Regions from separate parts of the Gossypium hirsutum genome. Here region 1 is linked to region 2. Evidence: chromatin contacts called from public Hi-C data. All regions are on one chromosome and are shown on one strand. Each heading gives the region's core, a stretch centred on a gene start, on an enhancer-like site or on the middle of the called end of the contact. The rest is flanking DNA. Distances are from core to core; before and after follow the strand shown.

What was found. Hi-C and Micro-C count contacts between places; a contact is called where the count stands out from the background.
Region 1: a Hi-C map of hypocotyl shows a contact between it and region 2, with 2.7 times the contacts expected there. The contact joins the enhancer-like site here to the promoter of LOC107953293 in region 2. A contact is called at or near these places in 6 of 34 Hi-C or Micro-C datasets (callus, hypocotyl, leaf and 1 more).

Annotation. Positions count from the first base shown.
Region 1 is chrA07:19,894,938-19,898,022 of Gossypium_hirsutum_v2.1, forward strand. No RefSeq gene overlaps it. Among protein-coding and RNA genes, the nearest start is that of LOC107953290, 5.4 kb to the right of the region's middle. Within about 2 kb of position 1,699, at least 9 of the 9 cell types and tissues checked have an H3K27ac peak or open chromatin away from gene starts, as enhancers often do. A contact at or near this core is called in hypocotyl and leaf, where this site is marked.
Region 2 is chrA07:19,831,722-19,834,898 of Gossypium_hirsutum_v2.1, forward strand. LOC107953293 (nucleobase-ascorbate transporter 12) reads right to left here and starts at 1,390. Exons shown (of 10, transcript XM_016888543.2): 1 at 509-1,390. The coding sequence starts at 1,007.

The DNA of each region.
Region 1 (3,085 bases), core at 449-2,948, 64 kb after region 2:
GAATTTTCTTCTCTTATTCGTGTGGCTATGAAAAAAATTTGTATTCCTATCCCCAAAATGAAGCCAGTCACACCGAGCCTTTTGTCTCCAAAGTAATTCCTCATAGTTAAAGACGTTTTCCAACTTATCCCGAACGTCAGCTTCCTTTTAAGCTAACTGACTAGAAAGAAAGTGATCAATGGCTTTTTGAATGTTGTTAAGGGATCGCTTAAGAATCCGCTTGCGTGCTCCCAAGAAACCATACACATTCCTGTTCTAAGTTTTAACAAAAGAAGTAAAATTATTAAGAGAATCAACCATGTTACATGTATAATTCCATTCTTCTTTAACAAAGGTGGGAAATGTGCTATGCCACCCTGCTAGGAATTTGAATGATCTTCTTTTAAAAACACCAAACTTTGGGCTAGTGGAAAGCAAAAGCGGTAGATGATCTGACTTAATGTGAGTAAGGTGCTGAACCAAGCATTGCGGAAACGTTGACATCCAATCATCATTTGCAAGTGCTCGATCTAATCTTAAAAATGTGCCACCTCGTTGCCAAGTGAAGGAAGGTCCACTAAAGCCTAAGTCCTGCAGAGCACAAGAGTCAACAAAATTACCAAAAAAATTACAACGTTCACCTATATTGAATGGACTTCTCTTTTCAGAGGGAGATAGTATAGTGTTAAAATCTCCCAGGATAAGCCAAGGGATAGAATGGTTAGGAGCGATAGATTGTAATCCTTCCCAAAGAAGCTTACGTTTCAACCTGTTAAGGCTACCATAAACAAAAGAAATAAAAAGAGGCTTATTGAAAATAAAATTATTGATGCGAAGAAAAATAAATTGTGGGTGACTAGAAATAATTTGAATTCGAATAGAATCCTTCCATCCCATCCAGTTACCACCTGAAAAGCTAACTACTTCAACACGATGGGATGAATTGAAACCCAATTGCTCTATAACAGAATTGGCTTTTTTACCATTTACTTTCGGTTCAACCAGACAAACAATATCTGGACTATGCTCCGAGTTATATTCACGAAAGGCTCGGATAAATTTTCTATTAGCACAACTTTGACAGTTCCATGAGAAAATTTTTAGATTAGGTTCCATCAAAATAAGAAATAAAATAAAATAAAATAAAGGTCAAAGCAACTAAAAAAATCAAAGTTTACGTAATAAAATTAAAAGGATTAAACCCTAAAAAAAAAACAAACAAAACCAGCCTTACTGCTTAGGGGTATTGAACCCCTCCAACTTCTCATCAATTTCGGAAAAACTTCCAGAATCATTCTCCTTGGCAATGACCGAAATACTTTCAGTCAACTGTTCCATGGATTTTTTTTAGGGAAACACGGTAGTAACTAGAATTTTTAAAATGAATATTGCTACCATGTAAGCTTTTATTTTGGTTACTGTTTTTGCCTCTGATTTTCAGGCCTTTTCCCGATTCAAAATTCCCTACCGGAGGCAAGGAGCCATTTAAGGGCTGAGACTCTTTGTTGTCGAAGAAAACGACTGCCGAGTGCTTGCCGGAATCAAGGTTCCCTACGTCGACCGACCCTTCACCTCTGTCAACCACCTTTAACTTCGAGGCCATTTGGTGCATAACAGACTCCCTTTCGGTGTGTAAAGATTCTCCAACGTTGGCCCGCTCAGTTCCAATTTTTGCCACTATTAGGGATCGGTCACTACTGCCATTACTGACAGCGTCCTATATCCTCCTTTCTTCTTGAACAGAACGGTCTAAAGAATTACAGGCCTGGATAGAAGAGTAAGCTTCTAGGCCCAATCCATTTGATAGCTTATCAACATTCTTTTCTGTTTTATTGGTGTGGGCCGATTTAGGACCTAGAATTGGAGTTTTATCCCTTATGCTAATCGGGCCAAACCCAATTTTGGAACTCTTCTCCTGGGATTTACCTTTGCTATTTTTCTTATTAATATCTGCATGCCCATTAAATTGAACCCCCGAGTTTTTTCTTCGTTGATCTTCAATTAAAATGTCTTTCCCTTTAATTTTTCAGAAATCAGCCATCTCCCTATCTTGCATTTCTATATTCTTCGAACTACTGAATCGAGAACCTTCTTTGTCTTTCTCATAAAATTCGGATAATTTTTGTTGACTATCTCGTGGCTTGCGCTTAGATTTCCTCTCTACAATCATCCACGGTCCGAAATTTCCATCTTTCTTCTCCGGTTCTTCAACGTTCAAATTTTGAATCTCTGGTTCCGCCTTAGGCGAGCCCCTGTTTCCCTCAGCCATGGATTCAGTAGATTTGAAATTGCAAATGTTTTCAACATGCCCGTACCATCCACAGTGAAAATAGATTGTGGACAGGGATTCATATTCAACCTTCTAATTTCGGCCATTAATCAAGATTTGAGACACCAAAGGCTCTTCTATGTTGACATAAACGACTAATCTAGCGAATCTTCCCCTCGTCCTGCTATCGGTGTTCATGCTAATTTGACAACTTTGCCCACAAGTTCACCAATTTCAGTAATTATTTTACGGTTGTAGAGATAACTAAGAAGCGTAGGGAATCTAATCCATGCCATCACTACACTTGGGTAAGCTTGTGTAGGATCGAAAGCCATCGTCCAAGTCTGAACAGTCAAATATTGGCCGAATATAGTCCACGGACCTTCAGAGAGAGCCTTTTCACAGTCTAATTTATTCTGAAATTTGACCAGAAAGTAGCCATTTTCAAATGTCCATCATGTGAATAGGGGTTGAGGGTCTCCACATGTTGTAAATCTTGTTCTGTAAAACTAAAAAATCAATGTTATGACCTAAGAGCTTTAAAATCACAGTATTATCCATACCTTGAATGAAGATTTGATGGATCCGATCTGAGAAAGTGATAGAAGGCACGCCATTCACAACAGATTTCTGTATGTCTCCTTCTACAATATCAATGGTGTCCTTTTCACCCGAGTTGTTAAATCCATCATTTGAGGAGTGACCGACAAGCATGTCTCTCCAAGAAGTAGGCTGGTCGGAGATCATCTCGACCACCATGTCATTGCTCATCCCATCCTTCTTGTCCTTGAACCTAACTTTCTTGGGTATCATCTCCTCCACAGTGGATTCCCCAGG
Region 2 (3,177 bases), core at 140-2,639:
CGTACCAAATCAACAGTCTTATCACAAATTTACAAGCAATGATACATCAAAATTATCAATAATTTTATCAGTAAAATGAAACAAAGAGCACATAGGCCACACCCAAAACGGCTAATAAACCTACAAAAAGAAAGCTAGCAATAAATCATACAAATAAGTATAACCACTAATCAATAAAAGCACAGAATTTTCACTCCAAATAGAAAATAAATCAATAAATAAACAAGTAATATTCCAAAAATTAAATAAATAAGTATAGCCTATTTCAGTTGTCAATTCAGACAAATATGACAGTATATACAAGCAAAACCTCAAAGACTAAATAAAAAAAATTAAAAAGGTAAGGATCTTTTACTTTCAGGTAACGTGGAGAGGGAAAAAAACAACAACGACAACAAACAAGCCACACTTGTAAAAAGAATCACAAACACCCATTTCAACAAACAAGTCGTTCATTCTCCCCCGGCTTTAAAAGAAAACAAAAGTGAAAAGTAAGAGAGAAAATTACCAAGACCAGGAGTATCTCTAAGCTCATATTTCATATGTGAGTGCCTTCCAACGAAGCCTTCATCATCTACATTCTGTGGCAATACATCCACCACATCCTCATTCCTAGAAGGCCTCCTAGTCGGCTGCTGCGGCTGTGGCGCCGCCCCATTATTAACTGTATGTCCGTTAGCAGCGGCAGCTGAGCTCCCTTTATTCGTCCCATCCGCCTCCCTCCTCTTCTTCACCGACTGATCCTTCTCTGCTGGACCCTTCTCACTCACCGGCTGCTCCCCATTCACAACCGGTGGTACTGGCCGAGCCCGACCCGCTTCAAGATCAGGTTGGTTCTCATTCTCTCTAGACCTCGGAGGCAAAGCTATTTGACCGGAGTCACTTGCATTTGTTTCCCCGGAGAATTTAGGCTTAAACCCAGTTCTCTTTGCCCAAGATGAAGGTGGAACGGGAGCAGGAGGCCGTGTTACAGGTTTGGGTCGGGTTTTGGGGTCAGAACTCGACATTAGAAAAGAAAGAAGAGCAAAATCTCTTAGTGGGTCATAGCTTTTAAGCTTGTAGATGAATAATACAGATCTGGGGTTCCAAAAAGGAGCTCAAAAGGCAGTGATTTTTTTAGGGTTTTTGAAGAGGTTTTCAAAGACTAGAAGAAGAGAAGTTTCTGTTGGGTTTGTAGTAAGAGAAAGGAAGAAAATGAGCTAACTTTAGACATTTTAGTACAGATAAAAGAGAGATAATAACAAGGGGAAGTGGGAGAGTGAGGGAGTGAGGAAGTGAGAGAAGGGGGAACTGTTTGGTGAAGTGGAGTAAAGAAAATTGAAAAGAGTAAAATGACAAAAGACAACAGAGACTGTGGTGGATGGAGCCAAGCCAAAACCGCGTTCTTTTTCCTACAGTTTCTTTTAACGGTGTTTGGTTTTTTAAATTATCCGTTTATTATTAGGTACTACATTTATTATTATTATTATTATTATTAATAAATTATTTTACAATTTTATATTAGTATTAAACATTTATATGTCTCGTGTTTAAATTTGCCGAATCTAACTTTCCCCGATATAATAGGGATATTTTAATAATTACTGTAAGATATTTTAGAGTTTGTTTAAAACCATGTTTATTAACGGCCAACTAAACTCTTTTATAGCCAAATATTATATATATATTTAATAAAATAAAATACACCATATATGAAAAGAATTTAATTGGATAAATCTTTCTCTCTTTTTTTTTGAAAAATTTAGAGAAATAGATTGTTTTTAAAGAGCGTATGTGAAAACAAGTCTAACTAGATACGTTCCCTGCATAGTTGGTAAAAAAGCTCAACCCAACTTTTAACCCGTATTTTTTTTACTCTTTTAATATCATTAGTTTTTTGTCAGATAATTAAATATTAGTGATTTTATCCTTAATCTCAGGTTCAATTCCTCTTTTGCTCATATTTATATTTTTTATTTTATTTTTTAAATATTTTTTTTATTTTTAATTAATATTTTTAATATATTAACTCTATTGGTTAAATGATTAAATAATATTGATTTTATCCTTTACTCCTAGGTTCAATTCATCTTTTGAAAACATTTGTAATTTTTATTTCATGTTGTTTCAAATTTTTTATTTTTTATTTATCTTTTTAATTAATAACTCTTTTATTTATAAAATCAAATAATTATTATAAATATCATTATTTTTAGTAATTACCATTTTTATATGTGTAATATTTATTTTTCAATCCTTATCATGAGTGTAGCAAATTTTAGCATTATATATTTTTATATGTGTATTTATAATATTTCACATATAAATATAATAATTATATTTGAAATAATTATTTCATTTTATAATAAGCTTTTTTAACCAGCTAGCACAAAAAATTAAATATTTATAAGAATGGCCCAACTTTAAAAACAATGACGGGAATGACCTAAAATAAACAGTGCCGGACGATGTCGACACCCCCATAGCCGAAACCCAAGTCAATCATCCCCAATCATTATCTTCTGATTGCATGAGGGTTTAAAAAAATAATTTTTTTGGTGCCGTCATTGTAATGGTTGACACTTATATGTATTTGTATTCTCCAATTCAAACAAAAATAATTTTTATTAGGTGTCGGCTTACACACACGTGGTCGGCACTGTGGTGGCTAGCACCCATGCCAGGTAAAAGTAAATTTTGATCTCATGTTTCTAGTGGCCGGCACTTAGGAAAAAATAATTTTTTTTCTATATTTTTATGTGCATGCACCCATTGTCGGTTATTTTTTTATTTTTGATCCCATGTTTCTAGTGGTTGGCATCCCAGTAAAAAACTTTTTTTTGGTGTCGGTTTTTTCTTTATTGGCACCAATAGGCTATATATACTAGTCGTGGATGCACATTGGGGTTTGATAGAACGGGGAGTGAAAAAAAATTATTGAGATTGTCCTGTTGAAGAGAAAAAAATAGGGAGAAAGATTGAAAAAATGTTTTATCTGTTTGGGGAGTGTACCATCAACTGGAGATTTTTATTATGTATTGGTGGTCACATATTAATGGGTTGAATTATATACTGTCACGAGAACTACAAAGGTTATGTTGTTAAGGGGCGAATGTGCTAGTTACTGTTTACATGAGTAGGTGGCAGTCTTCACGGGTCAAACCTTATATCACGAGAACCCCAAACTTGGTGCATGAG